Regions from separate parts of the Mus musculus genome. Here all the other regions are linked to region 1. The links are chromatin contacts, called in public promoter capture Hi-C and targeted proximity ligation maps. All regions are on one chromosome and are shown on one strand. The core of a region is the stretch at or near the end of the contact, and the rest is flanking DNA. Distances in the headings are between cores, read along the strand shown. Region 1 holds the start of Rab1b (RAB1B, member RAS oncogene family). Region 2 holds the start of Ehd1 (EH-domain containing 1). Region 3 holds the start of Cabp2 (calcium binding protein 2).

Region 1 (5,008 bases), core at 968-3,467:
TCCCACCCCGAGGAAGCCACTTTTGCCTGAGGGCTGGAGAGGGGTCATACTCACAATCTGCAGTTTGATGGTTTTGCCGTCCAGCTCAATGGTTCGAATCTTGAAATCCACACCGATGGTGCTGATGTAGCTCTCTGTGTAAGTGTCATCCTGAAAGGTTGTGGCTGGTGAAACGGACTGAGCAGACAGGTCCCTGCCCTGCTGTGCTCCTCACTGTGCCAGGCGAGGTTCTAAGCTCCCCAACTTGCAAGGAAGGCCTGGGCCCTCGCTGTGGCGGCTCCAGCAGCCTCACTCTTGGTTCTTAGGACTTGCAACTACACTGAGTTCTGAGTTGCCCCTTCTTCCTCCCAGTGGCAGCCTGAACCCCAAGTGGATAATAGAGGGGTGCTTCTTACTCACAGCAAACCGCAGGAGCAGGCACGACTTGCCCACGCCGGAGTCACCAATCAAAAGCAGCTTAAACAGGTAGTCACTGGCGAGAGAAGATGGGAAGGTATGAAGGCAAGCAGGAAGTCCTCCCCTGTCCCTTCCTGCACTAAGCACAGCAGGACTGTAAGGCATACTTCTGCTTGGTCTACTACGGTGCTCACTAGAGCCTTCTACTGTTCTGAAAAAGGGACAAAAGTAAGTAAAAAAAATTGACCCTTATTAGCCCCCAATAAGCTAGCACAGTTTGCTAAGAGATATGTGGTATCATTTGGTAAAAACTAAGAAAATCACATTAGGCCATACAGTATGCCAGTCTAGGACCCAAAAGGGAAACCTGACCCATAAAGTCAAAATAAATATGAAGCTGGAATGGGAGGTGATGAGTGAGTGTGTGAGTGTGTGTATGTGTGTGTGTGTCTGTGTGTGGTGAGGGGAGGACGGTGCTTGCCTCTTGGCAGAGGCAGACAGAATTCTGAGTCCTAGGCCAACCTGGTCTACAGAGTGAGTTTCAGGACAGCCAGGGCTGCAGAGAAACCCTGTCTGAAAAATCCAAAACAAAAAACAAATGTGAAAGAGCCTGAGATGAAGTCACACTAACAGGAGGCAGTCAACAAGTGGCCATGGAAGCAGCCGTCAATACTAAACTGGAACTGACCCTGTGTGAAGCACTTGAAATCACCCTTTACTAAACCCTCACAACAGTGCACACAAGTGGGTGAGTGTTATTTCCAACCACTGAGGAAGCCAGAGGTCACAGAAGGGAGGTGACTTGCCCTAAGCAGTTGAAAACTGTGAGACTGGAAACCAGGCCTGTCAGATTCCAAGCTCTTTGACAGCCAGCCGGTAGCTTCCCCCTCCTAAGCCCACTTCTGAGTTCGAGCCTCCTCAAGGAAATCTGAGGCCTCGAGTTGGGGAAGAAAAAGGAAGTGGAGACAGGGAAGAAGATAACGTGGGTGCAAAACTGCATGCCGGCCATCTACTCCAAAGGGTTTGGGCTTGAGGAATAAAAATTCTACTCCAAGGGAGCAAGCAAACTCCACATTCACCTAAAGTTCTTTGGCAGTGTGACAGGAAGCCAGCTGACAGTGGCACTGAAGGCCCGAGCAAAGGTGAGAGGACAGAAAAGAACAGACCGCCGGGAGCACCATGACAGCACGACCCAAGCAGGGCAAATGGTAGCCTCGGAGGAAAGGATCTGCAGGGGATGTGAATCAAACAGGGACTTGGGGGTCCCCTCTTGTCTTGTTAGCTTCTAGGCCAGCCCTGGGACCGAGGCTCCAGAAGAAAGGCAAAGGCAGAGAGGTTCACAGCCCAACTCAAAGTACTCGACTGTGGAGATCAGAAACTCTAGCGATGGGCTCCAAACCGCCTGCCCTTGGTCAAGCTGTAGGTGGGAAAATTGAAGCTCAGGGAGACCAAATCTGCACGGTCACCTAACCAAAAAGGCCTGTGAGGGCTGGTGCTGCGGGCTCCAAGTGCTGCCCATTCAGGCTGCAGCCTCCGGGCCTCGGGCTGCAGAACTCGGGGTGTTGAGTCGGGGTCCTGGGGATCCCGGGGGGAGGGGCAGGACCCGGATGTAAGGGGGGGGTCAGCGGAAGAGGGACCCGGATGTGGGGGCGCCGCGCAGTTCTGACCAAGGCCAGACAACTTCGGCAAGCATATAGCCCCATAGACAGGATCGAGGCTGCGCCGCACGGCGCGGGCGGGGCTCACTCACTATTCGGGGTTCATGGCGGCAGCGGTGGCCCGCTCGGTCGCTCCCAGTCGGCTCTGCTCCGCCTCCCGTTCCAAGATGGTTGCCACTCCGCCCTAGAGGCCCCGCCCGCGCCGCGCAGGCGCAAATCCTTCCGACTCGGGTTGCGCCGCGCTGCCTTGCGGAACCTGTAGTTTCCATGGATATTCGACTTGCCACTGCTGCGCAGGCGCAACTCAGGGAACAGAGCGGCCGTGCACTCTCCAGAAGCCACCCGCGAACGGCCTTCTGGGGTCTGTAGTCTTCCCAATCACTGAACCGACCCAGCTACAAAAAAATCTTCGTTGGGCTACCTAATCTGCAAGTTTGGATCTTGTTTAGTACCGGGGTAGGTAGGTATACTTCGCCTCTGAGGTGGGCAGCCACTTTTACCCTCTCGGTTCGCAGATTGAAACTAAAAGGTGTAGCGTATTTAGGACCAGAAAATTTTGACTTATTCAGTGTTCTTCGTGGAATGGACACTGCAGCCTTAGTACCAGGATTATATGATCACTAGTATTACATATATGAAAAACCATCTCAGGAAGCTCAGTCCAAGAACGTATTAAGAAGTCATAACAGGCAGAATTGTCTAGAACCCCATAAGGGCATGTGTTAGGTGCAACCCCAAAATCTGTAGCATCCCCCCCAAACAGTTCAGGATAATGGCAGAGTATTAGTTCCAGCCTCGAGGGCAGGGAATGATATGCGTGTGTATCCTGTATCCCTCACTCCCGCAGCCTCTCCCGATTCCACCCGACTCAAGGGATGCTCAGGGGCTCTGGGACTCCTCAAAACAAGCCCGGTTCAGATTCAAATCGTCTTTATTTCTACAGCAACATCTGAAAATAGAGAGTGACTGCCTTACCCAACAAATGGGGTAGCCCCTCCTACTGTGTGGGAGGAAGGGGGACATCAGAAGCTGAGGCAAGGATGGCGTGGCAGGATGGCTCAATGGGCTGTGCCCAGGGTGGGGTCAGGCCATGCCTGGGAGGGGCTGGGGTGGGGGCGGGGTGGGGGAGGACAGTGCATTAAGTCCCCGGAAGCAGCACAGGGCCCTGTGGTGTGAGGGTCTGGGCATTTGCAAGATGGAGTGGAACGAATCCCTCCAAGACCAGGCGAAGAGGTCTAGGGACCCCTTTTGGGAGGCTCTGGTCCCAGAACTTGAAGCTTGGGAGATACCACCACTGGGAACGGGGTGATTTAAGGCCTGGGCGGTACCACTGGATAAGAGAGAGGCAGGTGGTGGCCCGGGAATACCGTGGACTGAGAGGAGGGCTGAGAGGATGACACACGGCCAATAACTTATTTCTCTATATACAGAAGCAACGGCCGGGAGTGGAGGGCAAAGGTGCTGAGGGGACAGCAAGTACTTAGTGTTCTTGGCTTTGGGGCTGGGTAGACAGGCCACCACTCCCACAGGCCCTGAACTCAGGGAAGAAAGGCCCCCTGCTGGAAGAATAAATAAGGAGCAGAGCTGGAGCCGGCAGGACCGTCCTCCAGGGCCATGGCTGAGATGACAAGGGAGGAAGTTACCCTGAGATTGAACAGAAAAGACAGGGGTCCTTGGGAGGGGCAGGCAGGACAAGCAGCAGGCCCATGCGCAGGGCTGGGGGAAGGGACCATGTCGGATGGAGGCTCTGGTGACTGGCTGCCCCTTCAGCTTTAGCCCACCAGGGAGCTTCTTCGAGAGAGGTCCATGGAGCTGGAGCTCAAAGTGCGGCTGTCAGAAAGACCCGTGCCTCCAGGCTGTGGGCAGAGGATGCAGCTTAGTCCTAAACTGTTGGGAGTGAAGGGGGACGTGGGGGGTGGGGGGACGACACACACGCAGCATTCCAGAAGAGGAAGGGATGATAAAAGGGCCAAACTAGGTGCCCTGTGCAAATACAGCCAGTCTAAGACTGGCCAAAGTTAAAGTTTAGCTCACAACCAGGACCTGAGAGCTTCAAGTGGGAACTGGTTGACTGGATCTCTGCCCCAAGGCAAGAGTTTTCCCTTTATCTGACCTCTCCCTCCACTTGTTTCTACCAATCTCCGCCTGAAACCAGAGCAGTGGTTGGCTAAAGACTCACCAGGGGAAGTTGGGTGGGGCCATACACAGTAAAAACAGGGCCCAGAGGCCTGGGTCTAGGCTGCCTAGTACCAGGTGCCCTCCATTCTTACCTGGACTGGCTCTTCCACACTCTTGTTAAGGAAGTTAAGAGAGCTGGCCCTCTTCATCCTGAGAAAAAGGAGGGCCAGGATTTGTTAATATTAGGTGAGATAATAAAGGGATACCAGGTTGGGTCTGGGATGGAGGGCATGATAAAGCAGATCTGGTGACAGTGTTTTCCGAGAGGGATGGGAGGGTCAGCAGCTCACCTAGAGTTAGGGGGCTCCTGTGGGCCCCCTCCCTGCAGCTTCCTCACCAGCATCTCACTGCTGCGTCTCAGAGCATCCCGGAGCTTCCCAAAGGAGCCACTGCGCCGCAGAGAGCCGCTGCCGTCCTGTGGGAAGAACAGTCTCTAGGCCCTGCTTTGTAGTCTTACAGCCCTCCTCAGCCTCCACACTCACCCCACTCCACTCAGCTGCAGGCCCTGACTCCTCCAGGTCCGACTCAGATTGAGGCCCAGCCACATCTCTGCTGCCACGGCGGTGTCCTCGTCCACCACTGCCATCTTTTAACAGTTCTACCACCTTGGTCTGGCTGGCAGGATCCAGGCCCTGAAGGGGGCAGGAAGCATCAGACCTGACTAAAGCACACATGGAGCCTCATAGGTCTCTACTTATCCTCCTCCACCATGAAAGCCCTACCTGTTTGCGGCTGCGGCTGGCACAGTCTTCCAGTGTGTGTGCGGCTTCCAGCTT
Region 2 (5,008 bases), core at 1,100-3,599, 1.2 Mb after region 1:
GTTGTCGGGACAGCTCAGTAGGACAACACACTTGTCAGGGCTGTTGATCCAGGGCCCACATGGTAGAAGGAGAGAGTTGTAGAGGAACAGCTATGAAGCATATGCATGCCTTGCCTGTTAACTAAAACGCCTATGGCCTATGGCTTAAGAAGGAAATAGAAGGTGGAACATATGGAGGAGAAAGAATTCTGAGAGAGGAGGAGGTGGGAGATTTGCCAGGAAGATGTAAGGAGCATGCTACCTGAGCACAGGTAACCAGCCAAGGCAGAATGTAGGTTACTATAAATGGGTTCTATTTAGCTATGATCTAGTCAGAGAAGAGCCTAGCTTATGGCCTAGATCTTTGTAAATACATTATTAGTCTGAGTCTTATTCCTGGGAGCATGGGGCTGGGAGGAAGAATCAAAGTCTAGCCTCAACAGGGAACTCCAGAAAGTTGTCTTCTGACTTGTATCATGGCACACTCAACCCCTCCACCATGGTACACTTGACTCCCCCATGGCACACTCACCCCCTCCACCATGGTACACTTGACTCCCCCATGGCACACTCATCCCCCTCCCCCCCGTGGCACACTCACCCCCTCCACCAAAGTACACTTGCCTCCCCATGGCACACTCACCCCCCCATAGCATACTCACCCCCCCATAGCACACTCATCCCACCCCCCCATAGCACACTCACACCCCCATAGCACACTCACCAAATGGCACACTCACAATACCCCCCCCACCACACAAAAAAGGAGAAACTCCAGATCAAAGAAGAAGCCTGGCCCAGAGCCTGCAGGCAGGCTGGGATTTGCTTGTCTCTGGCAATGATCTCTGAACCTTCCCACCTTGCCTTCTCTGGATCCCACTTGACTGAGATCCCTCAATATACACACGGCTCTTTCTTCCTGTGAGATCCCACTGTTTTCTCCCCGCCTAACCCCACATAGGTGTCTAGCTCACAGGCTTCCAAATCAAAGTTTTCAAGTGGGATCCAAGGCTTTCAAGTTCCCATGATTTTCTGTTGGCTCTAGTGCTGTTGGGGATGGGCCCTACTGGCTTGTGCACGCTAAGCAAGTGCTTCTACCACTAAGCTATGAATTTAGCCTCATCGATAAATATTTTGTCTTTTTTTTTTTTTCTTTTAAGACAGCGTCTGTTGTCGAGGCTGGCCTCAAATCGATGGGTTCAAGTGATCCTCCAACCTTTCCAAACAGTTGAGACCACAACTGTGTGCTAAACAACTCCTCCGGTGCCTTTTAGACTTCTCCAATGGCCCTTAGATCCTCCTGCCACTTGGGTGACCTGATATTAGTTACCTAACAATCATAGTCCCCAAATCTCTGACATCACCCACTAGACACCAGCAGACACAGCCAAGGGGGCTTAGGTGTGGCCAGGTATGATGGTGGGGAACAGCTACCAACTGGAAACAGGTTGGGACTCAGAACGGAACAAGAGATGGTACTGGTGGTGTCCCTGACAGGAAAGCGGAAATTTTGGGGCTTTTAATTTCCCCTAAGTTCCCACAACATTTCATTGTTGCTCAACACTGCCCCTCTTCCTTACAAAGGGTATTTCCGATTTCACTTCCTCCAAACTCATCTAGCCAGAAAGCTGCAACTTTTTACCCCATTCCGCAGCTGGCACCGCCTTGGTGAAAACTCCCCGCTAGGTCACGTCAATTGTTTCCATTGCCGTGTCCCTCTCCCATCAGTCTGAGTGGAGTCCCAGCGCACTCTTCCTCCTTCCTTACCGATATTCCTCTTCCCGGTGTCCTGTACTCCCTCGGCTTTCCCTATTCCCGCTGTCCTGTCCCTCTCCAGAGTCGCTAAAAGACCAAAGGGTGAGGCTCCCGATGCTTTTGGGAGTTCCTAGCCAGCGGAAACACTGCAGTTGGGGAGCGCAGCTGAAGTACTTGGGGGTGTCCGGAAGCCCACACGTGCTAGATGGTGCTCAGACTTAGTACATCTCGACGCCAGACTCTGGCACCCGCGACCGCCACACTTCCACGAGCCATCCCTCGAGGGGCGGAGCAAAACAGGTGCGGTTGCCAAGGCACCGCAGCCACGAGCTCGCGATATTTGAAATCAGCTAATGGGAAGCAGAAGAGGACGTGGCACGCGAATGGGGCGGGGCCTGGAGGGCTCTTCCCCCGCCTCCTCTCGGGCCAGCCTCGAGGCGGCGGCCAGCGTGCGGGAACGCCGGGCTCCGGCTTATTATAAAGGGGCGGCTCGACGAGGTTCGCGCGACCCTCGGCAGAGGGCGCTGTCGTGGTCCTCACGCCGGCCCTCGAGCCTGCGCCTGCGCGGTGCGGGCAGCGCCCCGCCCCCTGCCCCTCTGCCCTCCGCCGGCCGGCCGGCCCCTCCTCGGCCGCGCGCCCCAGTCCCGCTCAGCCACCGCTCCGTCCTGTAGCAGCCAGCCCCGTCTCCGGCATCATGTTCAGCTGGGTGAGCAAGGATGCCCGCCGCAAGAAGGAGCCGGAGCTCTTCCAGACGGTGGCCGAGGGGCTGCGGCAGCTGTACGCGCAGAAGCTGCTGCCGCTGGAGGAGCACTATCGCTTCCACGAGTTCCACTCGCCCGCGCTGGAGGACGCTGACTTCGACAACAAGCCGATGGTGCTCCTGGTCGGCCAGTACAGCACCGGCAAGACCACCTTCATCCGCCACCTGATCGAGCAGGACTTCCCGGGGATGCGCATCGGGCCGGAGCCCACCACCGACTCCTTCATCGCGGTCATGCACGGCCCCACCGAGGGCGTGGTGCCCGGCAACGCGCTCGTCGTGGACCCGCGGCGCCCCTTCCGCAAGCTCAACGCCTTCGGCAACGCCTTCCTCAACAGGTACCCACCCCTTGCCCCCCAGCGCGAGGATACCAAAGGCCTCCGGAGCCATTGCCCCCAGCCGGCCTTTGTCTCCGAGAGCCCCCGCCAGACCCTAGGCGACCACTCCCAGGGACACCGGCTTTGCTGCGTCCCACTAACTACCCGAGAGAAGTTAGAGACTAGGCATCGTCCACTCTTCTGGCTTCTGTCATTCCCAGAACCTTCCAGGTTTTCAGTTTAACTCTCACATCCTCCTGCAGACCCCAGACCTACTTCCCACAGAGCGGGGGGCTGCTGTGAGAAGATGAACCATTGCTGTCCCCCCTTTCTTGTTCCTCATTCTGGAGGCACCCAGCTCATTCTCATGAATCCCCCTCCTCCTCTGGGGTCCGTTTTTAAAGTGTGTGTCCTGGGAAACCTCGAGACTTAGATGTTCCTTTTGCTAGTGTGTCACTCTCTGCGTCACATCTCCAGGGACCAGTGGTTTTGTGTAGGAAGGGCGCGGAGGCTATGCTTTGGTCTGCTGATTTGGGGGCAGCCCCCTTTGAAGGCAGGGGATGAAGGAGTCCCAACACCCCTCCTAAAAGCAGCACTTACGTGAATGCCAAACCAGCCAGGAGTACAGGAGACAACCCTGTCTCAAACACAACAAAACAAAAAAAGCTTAAGTCAGTGTTGCCTCAGGAGACTTCAGGGACTTCAGGGGGTGGTAACACTGTGGCTCCTGAAATGACCAGACCCATAGTCTAGGATAGATTGGATAGACTTCGTGTGTCTCCTGGAGTCTCAGCTTAACCAGTTCCCGGTGAGTTAGAGTCAGCCCCTCAGGATGCTATGAATGAATCACAGTGGCCTGCCTGAGGAGCTCTTAACACCCAGGATCTTTAAGGGCATTGGGGCATCCCAGACTCCTCCCACAGGAGGTATGACAGGACTCACAGACCCTGCCCTCTCTGCTCCCTCTTTCAAGGAGTGACTCTACATGCCTTTCGACTTCTGCATTCTGCCTAGGGGAACAGCCTTGGAAAGAATGTGAATCCTGCTTTCCAGGTCTCCGCCCTGTGTGAGCACATTCCTCTGTAGACACTGTCCGGCCCAACAGGGCGGGCCAGCTTGTTCTAGAGCAAGCTTGCTGCCAGGCCTGCCTCCTTTCAAGGAGCTGATCTTTAACGTCCTTTTGTCCCTTCTAGGCAATTTCAGCCTATCTTGTTTTATGATAATGGTGTGTGCTTGACAGCCTGGGTTGTATACTATGCTCAAGTCCCCTTAGCCTGGAGCCTTTGCCTAAGGATGTTTGAGCTTTGCCGCCCCTGTAGGTAGGCCATTGGCTCAGATTGCAGTTGGTGGGAGCCTTTGGTCTTGAGAGAAGTTTGGCTGCTGGGCTAAGGAGTTCGTTCATGCTTTAGGTCTCTGCCTCAGGAGAGACTGGAAGACTTGCTGTTCCAACTGCTGCTGCCTTCCTCTGTCTTCACCTCACTGTGAGGGCAGACCTCTTGTGAAATGAGGAACTTGGCACCTTCTCAGTTTCCCACCTGTGGAAATTCAGAACTTAAAGGGCTAGAGGACCGCCCACACCATCCCAGTAGCCCCCAGCTCACTCAGTAACTCATGAATCCTAGGTCCTGCTGAACTGTCAAGGTTAATAAGGCTGTGTACCCTGTACACTCACTACTACCTCTGTCCTCCCAAAAGAAACAACTTAGGAGGTCTGGCCTGGGGTACAGGGATCCAAGAACTATACATCCATTTCCTTCTTGCCACCACCAATTCCAGAGGGTCTCTAAATGCTGGTGAAGTCCAAGACCGGAGCTGTGTCAGGATGTGCCTCTGGCCAGGGAGGGCACAACAAAGGGGGCTTTTCTCTGGCTGATACAGCTTTTCCTGGAACTCTTAAAGGGACCCATTGAGTCATGAACTTGATTTATTAGCCCCCCCCCCCCAGGGCTGCTCAGAGATAGTGAGAGGAACAAATGGAGACAGGCATAAAGCAATCCCAAAAGGGGTTTGTGAACGCCCCTGCTTGCTTAGCTGGACCCACCCACTAGTCCTAAGGACTCAACTCCCCATCCCTGTTCCTAGGGAGACATCCTTACAGCCTCTTGCCTTTCTTGTGGTCCCCTTACCGGGCCTTGCGGAGTAGTGGGTTCTCATGGACCTGCAGATGTGCCTATGGGACCTCTTTGTGTCTGTTACT
Region 3 (5,008 bases), core at 1,538-4,037, 1.0 Mb before region 1:
GGTTCCAGAAGGCTAATCTCCTGCACTAAGACCTTGGAGTTGACAGTCTGCCAACCCCACCCTCTTGTCATCAACCCCCTCTGTAGAGGTCACCAAATCTTCTCTTGTCTCCTTATGGCCTCTGCCCAGTGTGCCCTGATCTAATGATTCACAACCTTAGCCCTGAACCTGTTTGGCTAAGTCACTGTTGAGCTAATTGAGGACACCAAGATGAGGTCTCCAGGACACTGAGATGCAAGCCAAGAGGGACTTCCAGCCAGGAGACAATGACTTTGTCCTCATGGGAAACTTACCTACTAACTTTTGACTCATTATTTTCCTAACCACCTTGGACTATACTTTGAGACACATATTTCTCATTATCTCCTATCTTCCCAGAGGGAAATACAAGATTAACCTTCATTTTGTTTTTTGTTTGCTTGTGTGTTTTTTCAGACAAATCACTGAACTTACCGACTGACTCATGCCTAGGTTCCCAGCTACTTGACAAGAAGAAAGGAGAAAAAAACAGAGAGAGAGAGACAGAGAGAGAAGAGAAGAGAAGAGAAGAGAAGAGAAGAGAAGAGAAGAGAAGAGAAGAGAAGAGAGAGAAGAGGCTGGAGATGTAGCTCACTAGTGGAGTATTTGCCTAGCATATATGAAGCCCTGGGCTCCAACCCCAGTACTGGATAGAAATGAAAAGAGGGTCAGAAGATAAAGTACTTTTTCCCGGGGACCCAGCCCTGTCAGACCCTCTAAGACCTTACAGAACATGAGAGAATATGCTTTCTGGGCACTGTTTTTGAGGATGTCCCTGCCTGGTGCAGATGGTCTGAAAAGCCACACGCTGGGTCCTGTGAACAATGACAAAGAACCCTTCCAACACTTGACCGCCTGGCCAGAGTCCACACACCTCTCAGGCTTGCCTGTCCCAGATCTCAGTCTTCTTCACGCTGTGTTTAGCCTGTTCCCTCCTCATGGAGGCCACCTACTCCCAGTGACCTTATCTCACCTCCACACACAGCAAGGCCTCCCTCTGAGAGGTAGCCTGTGGGACTGTCCTTGTATTTTCCCATTGACTATAGTCCTACATTGCTGAAGGTGCTGCCCCTACCACGTCAAAAGCTCTAGAGGTGAAGCTGACAGGCTGCTCCCAGGCCGAGGGTGACAGTGCCACCCTCTGGTGCCCTCTCTCTACTGTCTATACGTTCTACAGAGGCCACTGATGTTCTCCCCTTCCTCCCGAGGGCTCTGCCCAGTGTTACTTGAGAGTTCCCGGACTCTGCCAGATCACTGTTGACTGTCAGCCTCATTCAGGGCTACTTGACATCAGCAGAACAGGCCATGTCTCTAGTGTGCAGAGCCTTCCTCTCACCTGCCTGGGTGGGTATTCCGAAGCACAAACAGACTGCTTGGTGGCCTTTGTCTGAGTTAAATGCACTTGAGACTGGAGTCTTCAGGGCAGGTGGGGTCTGTTGTGTGGTCCCCAATGCTGGCCTGGGACTAGAAACCACCCTGGGGTTTCTTATAATCCAGACTGGACTGGAACTTACTATGTAGCCAAGGATAACCTTGAATTTTGATACTTCTACCTCTGGGTATTTTACAGGTGTACAACACTTTGTCCAGTTTTTTTTTTTTCTGTACTGTGTTGAGCTCAGAGTCTTTCTGTATGCTAGGCAAGCACTCTACCAAGGGAGATATAGGCCCTGCCTCTCTCCCCACTCTCCCTCCCGTCCTTGATGTTTGCAAGCTAGTCACTGAATCGATGATAGAGTCACTAGCTCAGATGGCAGACATGGCATGGGATCTGGTTCCCTGGGACAAAGGCTGGTGCAGAGGGCATGTGAATAAATCATGAGGGGCCCACGACAGGCCAGCAGGCCACAGCTGACCTCATTCTGGAAGTGAGAGTAAGCTGCTGTGTGGTGAGTGGCTGCAGTGTGGCAAGGGGCAAGGGTCTGTGTGGCACCTTTATTCTTGTTCCTTGAGAAGAGCTTACAGGTCAGGGGGGTGGTTCACCCAGGAGGTGGGGAAGCAGAGGTGGAAACAGAGGTATCCTGGGACTCCAGATGGGGAAGAGAGGAGCAGGTGGCATACTTTTCCAGAATCTTGGAGCTGTCCTGGGAAAGAGAATGGTGGAGGGGTGGAAAGGGCAAACAGGTAGAGCAAACCGAGAAAGAGCCCCTGTAAAACAGTGAAAGGGCAGAGAGACAGATAGATGGACAGACAAGCACACACAGAGAGACAGACAGACAGACAGAGACAGAGAAGCAGAGACAGGGAAACAGAGATACAGAGAGACACAGAGACTGAGAGAGACAGGAAGACAAAGACAGAGACAGACAGACAGACAGACAGAGACAAATAGAGAGACAGACAGACAGAGACATACAGACAAACAGACAGGGGCAGAGAAACAGAGACACAGAGAGACACACAGAAAGGGCAGAGAGACACAAAGACACAGAGACAAACAGGAAGACAGAGACAGAGAGAAAGAGATAGAGAGACAGACAGAGAGACAAAGACAGAGAGGGGTTGAGGGGGACAGAGAGAGGTTAAGGCACAGAGAGAAACTGAGGGGAACAGAGAGACTGAGAGGGCCTGAGGGTCCTGAGAGTACTGGTCTACCAAGACATAGCATAGGCCAAGCCAAAGCAGATGGAGAGCAAGCAGGATACGGAGCAGGAAGAATGTGTTAGGACCACGAACCAGAGAAGTGCAGGCAGGATATGGGACTGAAGGAGGCCAGCCAGCGTGGGAGCCTGGCCACCTGGATCAGCGAGGAGCCCCAGGGTGGAGTCTGTGGTCCTGTGAAGGTTGGGAAGCACTCTAGGAGGTAGGTGAAGATTTCAAAGATGGATTATGGGAGCAGCAATGGAAGAAGACAGTGACCTTAGAGGACTCGGGCTCTTCTAACCCCCAGAGCTAGAAACAAAAACATAGCCACAGCTTGCACTGAGCCACCGACCTACAGGTGGAGGAGACCCAGCTGGAACAGAAAACGTACCACACCTACATCCATGGCCCTACCGGAGGGCCCAACAGATGGCAGCCTCCCTGAAGGAGACTCCAGTCCATCCTCAGGCACTGCAGGACCCAGCCAAGACCTAGCCAGCCCCACTACTCGCAGAAGGGCCCTTCTCCGTGAGCTGGAAGCCCAGGTGCAGGCTGCCTACGGACAGGTAAGGGGCAGGAAATGTTCTTTTCTAAAGGACCCCAAATCCCAGCTGGCTATAAAACACACCTAGAACCAAGTCCACATACAGGTGACCAGAGTGGTCAGGAGAAGTTAGGGGATCCGCCTGCCATCTCTGTTGATGCTGAGGGAGCCCTTCATGCACCATGACAAGCCCTGAATGGATACAGGGTTTTGATAGGGGTGCACAGGAACTCCAGAATGGGCCAAGATAAAAGCAAGCAGGCTCTCTCTCTCCCTGAGGACTTCATCTCCCAGCTCCCAGTTGACACATTGGGAGAACTGGGAATCCAAGCACTGGGTGCCTACTTCTTCTGGAGGGATCCAAGCCTGCTTCTGAAGGTGCTGATTGGGGGAGATTAGTGTAAGGCTGAGAGAGGGGCTGATTGGAGGGGGGGCTGATCAGAAGACCCTCCCGAGGGAAGAGCTGGGAGACTGTGCCTTCCAGGGGGCCTTTGCTCTGAGTAAACCCACACACACACTCACAGAGATACTCAGAGATAATCCCGGATTGGATTAGGGCCCAAGCCCCGGGCCCAGGGCTCCCCGCCTGCCCACCCGCTCCTGATCTTGCCCACAAAACCCCAGGAAAATCCTCTCCAGTGCTCCCAGGCTGTCCCTGGAAACAGCAGGGGGCTGGCAGAATCCACAGCATCCTCCCAGGACTCCGGGCCTGGCATGGTTCAGAGACCCATGGGGAACTGTGCCAAGACGCCATGGCACCGGGGGTCTAAGGTAGGAAGGTGAAGGGGAGAGACATAAGGCCAGAAACCTGGGTGGCCAATGCACTGGGCAGGTAGTACCCAGAGACCTGGGGTACTGGGCTGGATGAGAGATTGGCTCCAGAGGAGATGGAGGGATATCTGTGTGCTCCCCTGCTAAACTGATAGGCCAGCTACGCATTCTGTGCAGGCCTGACTCTCTCAGCTTTAACCCGGCTGACCAGAGCTAGAGGTCAGGTCTTGTTCTCCTCCTTGACCCGGCTAAGGCTCTCACTCCTTCTGCGCTTTAGTTTACCTAACTGAGCAGTTGGGGGTGAACTCTTCCAGCCTGGGATGTTAATGGGTCTTGTGTACCTAGAGGCCCCTCCCCCTCTGTCAGGTGCTGGGCTCCAGAGGGAGGAGCAGCTGATGAGGGCTGGAGAGGGGCTACAAGAGACCGGGCTAAGTGGGCATTGCTCCGGCTCATGGCTCACTTTGCCACAGGAACGCTGGCAGTGGCCTGGATCCCCCCTAGGGGGCTCCCGCCCCAGCCCTGGTCCCAGAACTGAGGAGCAGGAGGGGACACAGGGCTACTCAGTGCTCGGCAGCCTGGTGGGGCCAGCATGCATCTTCCTTCGACCCAGCATCGCGGCTACCCAGCTCGTATGTACAGTTACTCTTCTGCCTGCCGGCTGCTCAGGTCCCATAGCTTCATCACTCCCAAGTAGGTGTGAAGGCCAGAGAGGACGTCAGAGGAAAGACAGCGACCCTAGGGGTGGGGCAGAGCTTGGGGAACTCCCACACCAGGCATGGAGTTGGGTATGAACCCAAGAAACAGCCACCTGAGAGTTGGGGTGCAGTCCAGTGGCAGAATACTTGCTTATAGCAAGCCCAGGGTTACATCTCCAGCACAGCCGAAATAGAAAGTGCTTTCAAGGGGATGATGCTAGAGAGGTGGGAGAGTCCTCAGGAGAGGGTCGGGGCAATGCAGACCTGCAGTGACAGTGAGGCCAGCTGGCTTGAGTATGAGGTTCTGTCTGACCCTGGGGTATACCTCTGTCAAAAGGAGCTATGTACCTCAGAAGACTGTGGGAACAGGGGTCCTGGGGTCCCATGGCAGGTCACA

What was found. Promoter capture Hi-C pulls out the DNA fragments that hold promoters and counts their contacts.
Region 2: a contact with region 1 is called in a promoter capture Hi-C map of pre-B cells, with 2.3 times the contacts expected there. A contact is called at or near these places in 4 of 39 promoter capture datasets (the SN4741 cell line, liver and pre-B cells), 1 of 484 Hi-C or Micro-C datasets (B cells), 2 of 130 datasets of targeted methods (kidney and pancreatic cancer cells) and 2 of 9 other capture datasets (adipose tissue and liver).
Region 3: a contact with region 1 is called in a targeted proximity ligation map of pancreatic cancer cells.

Annotation. Positions count from the first base shown.
Region 1 is chr19:5,104,779-5,109,786 of GRCm38.p6, forward strand. Rab1b (RAB1B, member RAS oncogene family) reads right to left here and starts at 2,218. Exons shown (of 6, transcript NM_029576.3): 1 at 2,147-2,218; 2 at 400-472; 3 at 55-150. The coding sequence starts at 2,160. Klc2 (kinesin light chain 2) reads right to left here. Exons shown (of 16, transcript NM_008451.3): 12 at 4,955-5,008; 13 at 4,715-4,864; 14 at 4,523-4,647; 15 at 4,325-4,382; 16 at 2,968-3,910. The coding sequence ends at 3,827.
Region 2 is chr19:6,274,547-6,279,554 of GRCm38.p6, forward strand. It overlaps Ehd1 (EH-domain containing 1), which reads left to right and starts at 2,350. Exons shown (of 5, transcript NM_010119.5): 1 at 2,350-2,832. The coding sequence starts at 2,429. It overlaps Gm14963 (predicted gene 14963), which reads right to left and starts at 2,032. Exons shown (of 2, transcript NR_168273.1): 1 at 1,747-2,032.
Region 3 is chr19:4,079,701-4,084,708 of GRCm38.p6, forward strand. It overlaps Cabp2 (calcium binding protein 2), which reads left to right and starts at 2,788. Exons shown (of 6, transcript NM_001160253.1): 1 at 2,788-3,167. The coding sequence starts at 3,006.